Linked DNA regions of Ovis aries: region 1 is linked to region 2. A link is a contact called in public Hi-C data. All regions are on one chromosome and are shown on one strand. Each heading gives the region's core, a stretch centred on a gene start, on an enhancer-like site or on the middle of the called end of the contact. The rest is flanking DNA. Distances are from core to core; before and after follow the strand shown.

What was found. A called contact is a pair of places that touch in the nucleus more often than the background predicts.
Region 1: a contact with region 2 is called in a Hi-C map of blood, with 2.9 times the contacts expected there. The contact joins two enhancer-like sites. A contact is called at or near these places in 3 of 16 Hi-C or Micro-C datasets (blood, skin fibroblasts and tail adipose tissue).

What each region holds. Positions count from the first base shown.
Region 1 is chr1:42,100,040-42,105,524 of ARS-UI_Ramb_v3.0, forward strand. LOC121819525 (a long non-coding RNA gene) reads left to right here. Exons shown (of 6, transcript XR_006059791.2): 6 at 1-707. Among named protein-coding and RNA genes, the nearest start is that of SGIP1, 84 kb to the right of the region's middle. Within about 2 kb of position 3,897, at least 2 of the 54 cell types and tissues checked have an H3K27ac peak or open chromatin away from gene starts, as enhancers often do.
Region 2 is chr1:41,936,044-41,941,645 of ARS-UI_Ramb_v3.0, forward strand. The region is part of intron 7 of PDE4B (phosphodiesterase 4B); the gene reads left to right. Among named protein-coding and RNA genes, the nearest start is that of SGIP1, 250 kb to the right of the region's middle. Within about 2 kb of position 2,783, at least 14 of the 54 cell types and tissues checked have an H3K27ac peak or open chromatin away from gene starts, as enhancers often do.

The DNA of each region.
Region 1 (5,485 bases), core at 2,647-5,146, 170 kb after region 2:
TTTCATTACTATAACTTTATAATAAGTTCAGAATCAGGCAGCATTAATTCTCCAACTTGACTCTTCTGTTTCAAAGTTGCTTGGGCTATTTTGAGTCGTTTGCATTTCCGTTTGAACCTCACAGTCAAATGATCACTTCTACAGAAACTGCTCAGGGAGCCCACCCTGCTTCTCTGTATTCCCCCTCCCTATCCACACCTGGACTCTGGGTGATAACCCGGCTGAAGGACGACACACTTTATCTATTTCTCATATCTCGGGTAGCACTGACTATTGTTTGATGTCCAGTGCCTTGAAAACATCATTTCACATATTTTGCCTTTTTTTTCTTTTTGGTTGTTTCAGGCAGGAGGGTAAATCTAGTTCCTGTAGCTCCATCTTAGCCATCAGCAGACTTGTGGTTACAATTGTTTGTTATCTTTTAGATTAACACACTGAGCTCTGTACAGAGAAGACATCATGTCAGAAATTACTTCAGCATACTCTTGACATCAGAAAATGTGTGAGACATAGATGAAACACCACTGGCTCTGAATTGATAACTGTTCATACTGGTGATGAGTGTAATGAAACTAATTATACTTCAAAAAAGAAAAAGGTTTTTGTACGGACTTGACATTTTCTATAAAAATTTCCAACACAAAGTTATTAATATCTGCCTGTCTCATGAGATTGTTGTGAGGATTAAATGTGGAATTATATGTAAAGTGCTTAGCACTCTGCTTAGAACTTAATGAAGAGTAGCTATTAATACTACATAATGGTATGAAAGCAGCCAGCAAAGATATACAAAAGTCTGAGTTTAAAGTCTTTCATAAAGGGAATTACTTGGTGGCCCACTGGTTAGAGTTTGGGGCTTTCACACTAGGGCCTGGGTTTGATCCCTGGCCGAAAACTAAGACCCTGCAAAACATGAAGCAAGGCCAAAAAAAAAAAAAAGTACTTTCATAAACAACTGATAGAAGACTTTTCTGTAAGTATGATTGCAGCAGTGGTCTCTGGGGTGAAGGAGATTCAGTTTGGGTGTTCCCCTCTACAGGAAGTCTCCTAAACCCACCAACTAAGTTCAGTGTCTTCTCTCTGAATTGCTACAGCATCATTTTCCATGCACTCCCAAAGCACTTATGCATAGTCTGATGGCTCTCCATTTATGTGTCTGCCTCACATCTCCTGATATCTCCTTACATTCATCTCTGTATCCTTAGAGACCAGCATACAGTGGATACTCAAAACATGCTTGCTGAACTGGTCTACATGATTCTCTCACCTGCCCATCTCTGAGACCAACGTCTTTGTGTACACTTTGTTCCTGCCTCTGTGTATAGTCTGCCCTGGGTGGGTGCTTTCCTGTTACAGGGCCTTGGCATTCATTTTCTGCCTACGTACTTCCTTGAGCTCACTATGCCTGCATGCTCAGTCACTTCCGTCGTGTCCAATTCTCTGCAACACTATGGACTGTAGCCTGCCAGGCTCCTCTGTCCATGGGATTTTGCAGGCAAGAATACGGGAGTGGGTTGCCATTTTCTATCCCAGGAGATTTCCCTAACCCAGGAATTGAACCCATGTCTCTTATGTCTCCTGCAATGGCAAGCAGCTTCTTTACCACTAGCACCACTTGGGAATCCCCAAGCTCACTATAAGAAATGGGTATATTTTCAGTTGCATTTCCCAGGTGGCACAGTGTTAAAGAATCTGCCTGCCACTGCAGGATATGCAGGGGACACAGGTTCAATTCCTGGGTTGGGAATATCCTGTGGAGAAGGAAATAACAACCCACTCCAGTATTCTTGCGTGGAAAATTCCATGAACAGAGGAACCTGGCAGGCTACAGTCCATGGGATCATAAAGAGTGGGACATGACTGAGCAAATGAGCACACATTTTTTCAATGAATTATACTACCACGAAGCTCTGCATCTCTCCAGTCTTTCTCTGAAGACCTTCTCCTGAGTGGTGGCTTCTCTGAGCCGGGCAGCCAGAGCTCAGGGTCACAGGAAGGAGGTGACGCCGATGCAAGGGCGCTGAGGGTGAGCACAGACCTGCCTGTTGCTGCCCTCAGACCAGTCAGAGCCCTGCATCCTCTTAGCCCGCATGCAGTCTGACTAAGGTGAAACATTCAGTCAAGAAATGAAGGAACTCGAACTCTGCAGTTTGTTCAAATTTTCTTCTGAAAGAGAGTAACATTCTTAAAAACCAACCAGAAAAAAAAAAAAAAGGTTTTGTTTCCTATCCCCATAACTGATATGGAACCACTCTGGTTGAAAAGGCTGGAAGGAGCAGTCTTTTTCTTTTTTTTCAAACTTAAAAAACTTTTTATTTTATATTGGGATATACCCAGGTGGTGCTGGTGGTAGAGAACGTACCTGCCAATGCAGGAGACTCAAGAGACCCAGATTCGATCCCTGGGTCTGGAAGATCCTCTGGAGGAGGGCATGACTACCCCTTCCTGTATTCTTGCCTGGAGAATACCTTGAACAGAGGAGCCTGGCCAGCTACCGTCCATGAGGTTGCAAAGTCAGACATGACTGAAGCATCTTAGCACACACGGCACACATAGTAAATTAGGGGGGCTTCCCAGGTGGCTCTAGTGGTAAAGAACCCTGGAGAATCCCATGGGAGAGGAACCTGGTGGGCTACCGTCCATAGGATCACAAAGAGCTGGACACGACTGAAGCGGCTTAGCACATAGCCAATTAACACTACTGTGGTAGTTTCAGGTCAACAGCGAAGGGAATCCGCCATACGTACACATGTATCCATTTTCCCCTAAACTCCTCTCCCATGGGAGGAACAGTCTTTCTCTCATTCCCTTTTTGCCTATCCCCTAAATACACAGGCACACACACACACACACACACACTTTGTCAGTTGAAGACATCTCTGAAGAATTCTTAGGTCACTGAGAAACGAGAGCACAATTTGAAAATCATTGCTCAAATTGAACATTTTCACTTTGAAGAAAGTTATAAGGGAATGTTGTTTCTGGGAGCCAATGCCTAGAATTCCTGGTTTCCTCTCTTTCTATTAATTAATCTACACTGCCGCTCTTAACAAAAACAACAAAATTCTCCATTGATGTGTCCATCTTCTGAGTGTCAGAGCTGTAGAAATCTTCCCAGTGTGGAACCAATTTTAGCAGACGTGCTGCTGGAAAAAATCACTGCCTTGAGGAATTAATCCGAGGAAAGGCAGAACAAGCAGAACAAGAGGATTTTTAGGATGGTGAAAAATATCCTGCTTGATACTATCAGGATGGACACATATCATTATACATTTGATGAAATGAAGAGCAGAATGAGCAACACTGAAAATGAATTCTAATATAAACTGAAGACTGAGAATGAATTCTAATGTAAAATTGAGACTTTAGGTGATTTTGATGTGTCCATGTTAAGTTCATTAGCTGCAGCGAATGGACCACTCTGGTAGGGAATACGTTGATAATCGGAGGCAATGCATGTGTGGGGGCTTACCAGGTGGCGCTAGTGGTAAAGAACCCGCCTGCCAATGAAGGAAACACAAGAGAGGCAGATTCAATCCCTGGGTCCAGAAGATCCCCTGGAAAAGGGCACGGCAACTCACTTCAGTATACTTACCAGGGAAATTCCACTGAGAGAGGATCCTGGGGGGCAACAGTCTATAGCGTCACAGAGAGACATAACTGAAGCTACTTAGCACGCACATATGCATGTGTGGAGTAAGGGATACATAAGAAATCTCTATGTCTTAATTTTGCTGTCAACCTAAATTGCTCTAAAAAGATAAAGTTATTATAAAAAAAAAAAGTTGAGTCAGAAATGTTTTCAGCTTTTCTCAGAAAGAAAAGCCTACATGATGTCCAGATTGTGGTGGTTTGAAAAGCAGACAGAAAAATCGCATGATTAGAAGGCCAAAAAGCATCAGAAGTTGCACTGTGTGTATTTGTGAGTGGTTTTATGGCACCACCCAGTGGCAGAAAGCACTATTGTCACCAACCCTCAAAAATACGATTCAAGAATGCTTACTTCATAAAAAATTTTCAATCAACAAATATTTTTTTGAAAACATCTAAATATGTTTGGCTTTACTCTAGCCACTGGGAGTATGGCAAGTGTTATTTACAAAAAACTACACACTGATTTCAGAAATATCTGTCCATGTTATTTTTATAGGAATCCTTAATCAGCTGTCTGCACTACAAAAAGGTCAGCCAAGCCTCTAAGATCGCTGAAACAGATCTCCTTCCTAACTCCTTAATCTATGATCTAAAGTGATCTCAGGCTTTCTCAGAGTCTACAAAATTGGGAACTTTTAAACCCCAAGCTTGTGGTGTGGACATTTGTAGGGAAGCAAGACTTTCACAAAACTTCCCTTGGAATATTACCAACCAGCTGATACCAGTTTAAGAATGCTTTCTCAAGTCTTGGGGAAGAAAGCATCTAGATTTGGGTCATTCCCATGGAATCCTAAAAACAGGTAACTTATTATATGTCCAGGGCACAAAAGGTATTTGATCAATTGGTAAATTTTCTTTCCTTCCAGTTTATCATTCCATTCTGTGAATGCTGATCAGATTTAAGTTGGAAGGAATTATGGCTTGAACCCAAAATAAGCAGAGAAGATGTCTTTGATGGACACCCTGGATTGCTTAGAGAGGTCAAAGAGTCTGCTGCTAGGGGAGCTCTTACTCTGCCATTTTTTTTTTGGATTTTTTTTCTGAGTCTGATTCACAGACCATTGGATAAATCTGAAAAGTTTCTTCATTCCCAGTGATCAGTTATAATCCTTTTTTAAAAATTGTTTTTCAGTTGCATAAATAACGGAAAAGTCATTTCATCCCTCTGACCTTCATTTCTCTCTTTAGAAAAATAGTGTGAAAGAATTGGACACAGATAATCAGAAGACATGTTATATTTCTGGAGAATGTATGCAGAAATTTTTAGAGTTTCAGACAATCCACACTCAGCCTGCCTGGAATGCCACTTTATCAAAGAAAGTTCTGGTTTTCAATTTCTGGGAATATGATCAACTAGTTACATTAAAGGGCGTTCCAGATAAAATATAATTAGAAGATGAATTACACAAACACAGTAAACTAATGTCCATGTATTGCTGCACTTATTAGAGTGAAGGAAATTTCTGAGGGTCAAAGAACTAAGTGAACAGTAATAGTAACAGTTAACAGGAATTAAGTGAGGAGAGGAGGGAACTCATCTCATAAGATGAGATGGCCTGGAAGGAAATGTTCACATCCTTGTAACCGACATGCCCAACATAGACTCTTGAGATTCTTGTAGATTTCATTCAGTAGAATATAAACCACAATTAAAACACACACACACAAGGAACAATGGAGAGGCAGCAGCAACAATAAAGGGCTTTCCAGGTGGCACTAGTTGGTAAAGAATTGGCCTGCCAATGCAGGAGACACAGGAAATGGGGGTTCAGTCGCTGGGTGGGGAAGATCCCCCTGAGAAGGAAATGGCAACCCAGTCCAGTGTTCTTGC
Region 2 (5,602 bases), core at 1,533-4,032:
TTCATATCCTCTTACACAATATATAAATTTGACTATCAACCCTATTCTCCAGGTGTTTCTTGGGACTCCTTCCTTGTCGAAAGTGCATTGACATATATATGCCCCTGGGGCTTCTTAGGGAGTGCTAGTGGTAAAGAACCCGCCTGCCAATGCAGGAAACAGAAGAGCCAGGGGTTTGATCCCTGGCTTAGGAAATTCCCCTGGAGGAAGGCATGGCAACCCACTCCAGTATTCTTGCCTGGAGAATTCTACGGACAGAGGAGCCTGGAAGGTGGGCCACAGTCCATGGGTAGCAAAGAGTCGGACACGACTGAAGCGACTTAGCACACACATGTGTAAAATAGCTAGTGGGAAGCTGCTGTATAACACAGGGAGCTCAGCATGGTGCTCTGTTATGACCTAGAGGGGAGAGTTGCAGGGGAGAAGGGTAGGAGGCTCAAGAGGGAGGGGATATATGTATACTTACAGTTGATTCATTTTGTTATACTACAGAAACTAATGCAACATTGTAAAGCAATTTTACTCCAATAATAAAATAAAAACAAAAAAATTAAGCAGTAGAAAATTTAAAATAAAATCTCCATTATCTCCATTTCCCTCTGAGTCCTGTGCTCTTGTCACAGAGGAAGCAGATATTCAGAACTGAGGCCTCCAGCCCCTGGACGGAGCACTTTTGCACCAGGCAGCTCTCCACACCCTGTTCACAGGCTTGTGTTCACCAGGGTTCCAAGTGGTTGCTCTCAGCTCTGCATCTCAGTAAGATCCCTGGTAATTTAATCCCAAGGCACGTGGCTGCTGGATCCGCTCCCTGTCTGGAATGCCTCAGACCTACAGGCCTGCCTTCATGGTGCAATTTCCTCCTAATTCTCTTTTATCTTGTGATAAAGAATTGCTCTCACCCAATCATTTACCTGTTGATACTTTCTGGAGTTTAAGGAATTAGCCTTTCACTAAGCTCCCCCTGCCCCCACCAAATCTTACCTTTCCCTCAGGTTTTGAGTAACTTGTTTTACTCAAGTTCTAAAAACCTTTACCTCTAGCTCCTCTTTTTCTGCAGCACTGGAATGTGCTACTTTTTTCTATTTGCTAATTTGTTGGAGGGATCCTTCCTCGCATCCCTGAGAGCTTCCCAGGTGGTGCAGTGGTAAAGAATCCGCCTGCCAATGCAAGAGACACAGTTTCAGTCCCTTGGTTGGGTTGGGAAGATTCCCCTGGAATAGGAAATGGCAACGCACTCCAGTATTCTTGCCTGGAAAATTCCATAGACGGAGGAACCTAGCGGGCTACAGTCCACCGGATCACAAAAAGTTGGACACGACTGAGAACGCATGTATGCCCATCGCTGCCTGACTCCTCAAGTTTCTGTGGAGGAAATTCTCTCTAGCCTGACAGAAAACAGTCTTTTTTCACCACTCTGCTACCAGGGCAGAAAGCAAAGGCAGATTACAGTGGGTGGAGTTTACAAGAGAGATTTTTGTGTCTGGGAGCCATTTGCCCCATTAGAGATATGGCAGAAAGTAGAAGGGGTTTCTTTACCAGCTGAGCTTCCAGGGAAGGGGTTTATTCTCCATTCCCCTGTTGGAAGAGCACTTGTCCAGATATATGTAGACAGTTTAACTTAGGGTTCTCTCATTCAGGAGAAGGGCGGGAAATTCTGAGATGTTTTTGCACTGGGGGTATCAATGATAGAATAGTGGTTTGATTAATTAGCTTTATCTCTATGACTGCCCCCAAAGTGTGTGTTTCCAGAAAACTCTCGATAAACTATGTGTTTCAATTATAGGGCATGGGGTAGAAGTATTAACATACTGTTTAACCCCTACTGAAAAGTGAAGTCGCTCAGTCATGTCCGACTCTTTGCAACCCCATGGACTGTAACCTATATATCAGGCTCCTCTGTCCATGGGATTTTCCAGGCAATAGTACTGGAGTGGATTGCCATTTCCTTCTCCAGCGGATCTTCCCGACCCAGGGATCGAACTCAGGTCTCCCGCATTGTAGATAGCCGCTTTACCGTCTGAACCACCAGGGAAGTCCATTTAACCCCTACTAAGTACCACAATTTGCTATTAGGAACTCTGCACATGAGAGCTCTTTTCTCATGTTGGTGAGTTCATCATCAACTCCATATAGAAGCCATAGTATTATCCCTTTTTCAAATCAGTGAAATCATGCCTCAGTGAAGGGGGTAACTAGTAATATAATGATACTTAATTAGTAACAAAGGACATTTTACCCTGGCTTGTTTCCCAAGGCTGTATACTTAGCACTAGCCCTCTGTGTTATCTGGTAAATAAAAGTGCCTCAGGTAATGGCTACACTGGTACCTGCCTTGAAGGTACATACTCCTTAGGTTTGGTGTTTCCATCTGCTGCTTCAATCATGTTCAACTTTCTCCAGAAAATACCTTCTTGTTCCCAGGCTACATTTAATTTATGACTTTCTCTGTATTCTTGGTGAGAAAATCTAGAGGAAAATGTGATTCAAGCCCATGTCTCCCTCTAGGGAAATCATTGAGCGAATGGAGAAGTGGCCGTGTCTTCCTCTGTTCTAGGAATAAGGCTTCTTCACTGAGATATATTCCTTTTGGGTATTGAGAAGGAGGTCCTAAGAGGGAGAGGAGGCAAGAGAAACTTTAGGACAGAGTAGAGCAGTGAGGGACTTCTCTCCAGAGGCATTACTCACTGCTGGAAAGACATCCCCAGTCTCTTACATCACAAGGAGAGAGAGTTTGATTTCAGATCTGTAGTGAAACTGGGGTGTGCCTCACTTGAACACAAGGAGGCAGCTGTCCAATTCTAGGCTGGCTCTGGAAAGTCCCGTTTTGAATAATTTGCTTCTTATGGTGTTTTGTTCAACTTCCCTACCTCAAATGAAAGTGTGTGACTTAAATGAAAGAGCACTGGGCTGAAACTCAGGAAGCTGAAGTTTAGTACTGCTGCCAACCAGGTGTGTGACCTGAGGTAAATCTTTTAACCTCAGACTTAGTCATCTTTATTTTGAATTATTTTGAATCTTTGAGTTTAGAATTCAATCTTACAGGACTTTCAAACTTCCAAAATGGCTCCTGGCCCAGAAATGGTGGTGTGTGGGTGTTGGGATGGATGAATTTTTGTCCAAGAAGAAATAGCTCCTGAGCTAGTTACTGGTGAATCTGAAGTTCAAGCTAAGGTCTCAGGGGTTTGGCTCCAAAACCTGGGCTTCTTCCACCACTTCCCACTCTGACTTTGGCTATATTATTGTTGCATAACACAGGGTATCTGTATTATTTTCTTAATCCCTGTCAGCCATAGTCGGCACAGAGAATAGCAAGTGGCCATCAAGTCCTTTTGAGTGCTGGGGAAATAAAATGAAGGGGTTGTGGCCCCTCACCTCAGGTTAAAAGCGTTCTCATCGGGAGAGTCTGGAGCCAGGCTGCCTGATTAAGATCCCAGTTCTACTACTTAATAAGATAATGACTTCTTAAACCTTCTTTATACTTCAGAGTCTTCATTGTAGTTTTCTTCATCTTAATACCTTCCTCTCAGAGTTGTTAGGAAGATTCAGTGAGTTACTTCATATAAAACACTTAAAATAGTGCCAGTCCCAGGGTAATGACTGAATCCAAAACATTGTTCTTGTTACTATTATATGCTCTTTATATATACCTATTGACTTAATCAGGTGAGCCCTCTGGAAAAAGAAGTGTTAACAGTAAGCCAATGGCAAGAAGAGTCATTCTTAAAGGAGAAACCTCTTTTAGAACTCTGAAATCAGACAAGAGAGCGCTATCTAATTTTATTTATTTTCTAAATTAATTTTTGTTGGAGTATAGTTGCTTTATAATGTTATATTAGTTCCTATAGCATAAGGAAGTGAATCAGTCACACATATGCATATATCCCCTCCCTTTGGGACTTCCTTCCCGTTTAGGTCACCGCAGTGCGTTAAGTAGAATTCCCTGTGCTGTAGAGAATGTTCTCATTCGTTATCTATTTTGTACATAGTATCAATAGTGTTTATGTGGCACACTCCCTGCTTTTAATGGGCTGCCTGTGTCAGATGGAGGGAGAGCACCTCATGCTCTCATTCACTCACCCTCTCATTCATTCACTCATTTCGCTCTAAAAGCACCCAGTGAGTACTCACCACTATGTGAATCAGACATTGTTCTGGGTGATGGGTACACAGGAGTTAATAAAATAGTTTCCTCTCTGGAGGAGCTCAGTCTTGTGGGGTAAACAAACATACATGGTTATGTAAAAGCCTGTGATAAGAGTTTGCCTGAAGCATGAGTGTTCTGGACACTTCCATCCTCTAAACAAACAACACTGTGTATTGTGCTATACCTAAGAATTTTAAAAATAAATACATTTTTATTGAAATTTTTAAAATTACTACTTCCCAGAGCTGGATCATTCATTACACAGCTAGGCTTATTTCAGTCATGTCAGCTGAAGTCAGTGGGTTCATTGAGTACCTATTACAACTACTGTATGCAGTGGATTAGGAAAGTCCTGGTTAGTTTTGTCCTGAGCCACTAACATGGGAAAGGAGAGGAGATGTGATTTAAACTCTGCCTTGCAGGACGGATAAGGTTTCATAGACGGAAAAGTTGAAAAATACCATTCAAGAAGGCAGATCATGCCCAAACAAAGGTATAGTGGCCCAAAGAGTATAGGCTGAATTAGCTCAACAAAAGTCACCTTGAAAGATTCGTGAAGGAAGGTTAGGGTGAGGTTGTGTGGTGGTAGAGTAGGAAGGAAATATTGGTGGGAAAATAATAGGGGGCTTTGTATACCTAGCAGACAAGCTGAAAATTTATTTTACGTGCAGCACGGAGCCACTGATGATATTTGTTTGGTAGGAGATCATGTTGTCAGAACTGCATTCCTCAAGATGTTTAATGCAGTATGTTTGCTATGGTGGTGGGAAAAAGTGTCACGCTTGGAGTTAGAAATCATGCGAGAAAATTCTAGTTCGTTTATTGGTTAGCTGTGTGATCTTGAGCAAGTTGATACTCTTTCTGAGCTTTATTTTAGCCTCCTCACCTACATGGTAAACAAAATAAAAAGTGAAAGTGAAGTCACTCAGTCGTGTCTGACTCTTTGCAACCCCATGGGCTGTAGCCTACCATGCTCCTCTGTCATGGGGTTTTCCAGGCAAGAGTACTGGAGTGGGGTGCCATTTCCTTCTCCAGGGTAAACAAAGTGAAACCTCCTTAAAAGAATAGCAGCAACAACAACAACCATACAATTTTCATTGATCGTTACTCCCTGTGTAGCATTGGGCTGGACCATTTCTGTGTAATACTTAAGCCTCAAAACAGCTCTCTAAGAGTTCTTAAAAGGTCAAACAGAGGTTTACCATATACCCCACCAATTCCACAGTTAGGTGTCTTTACAGAGAACTGAAGACACGTATCCACACAACGTCTTGAATACAAATGTTCTTAGCGGCATTATTTCAATAGATAAAAAGTGGTACAATAGCTAAAAAAGTGAGATGGTTGGATGGCATCACTGACTCAATGGTCATGAGTCTGAGTAAGCTCTGGAAGTTGGTGATGGACAGGGAAGCCTGGCATGCTACAGTCCATAGGGTCGCAAAGAGTCGACACGAC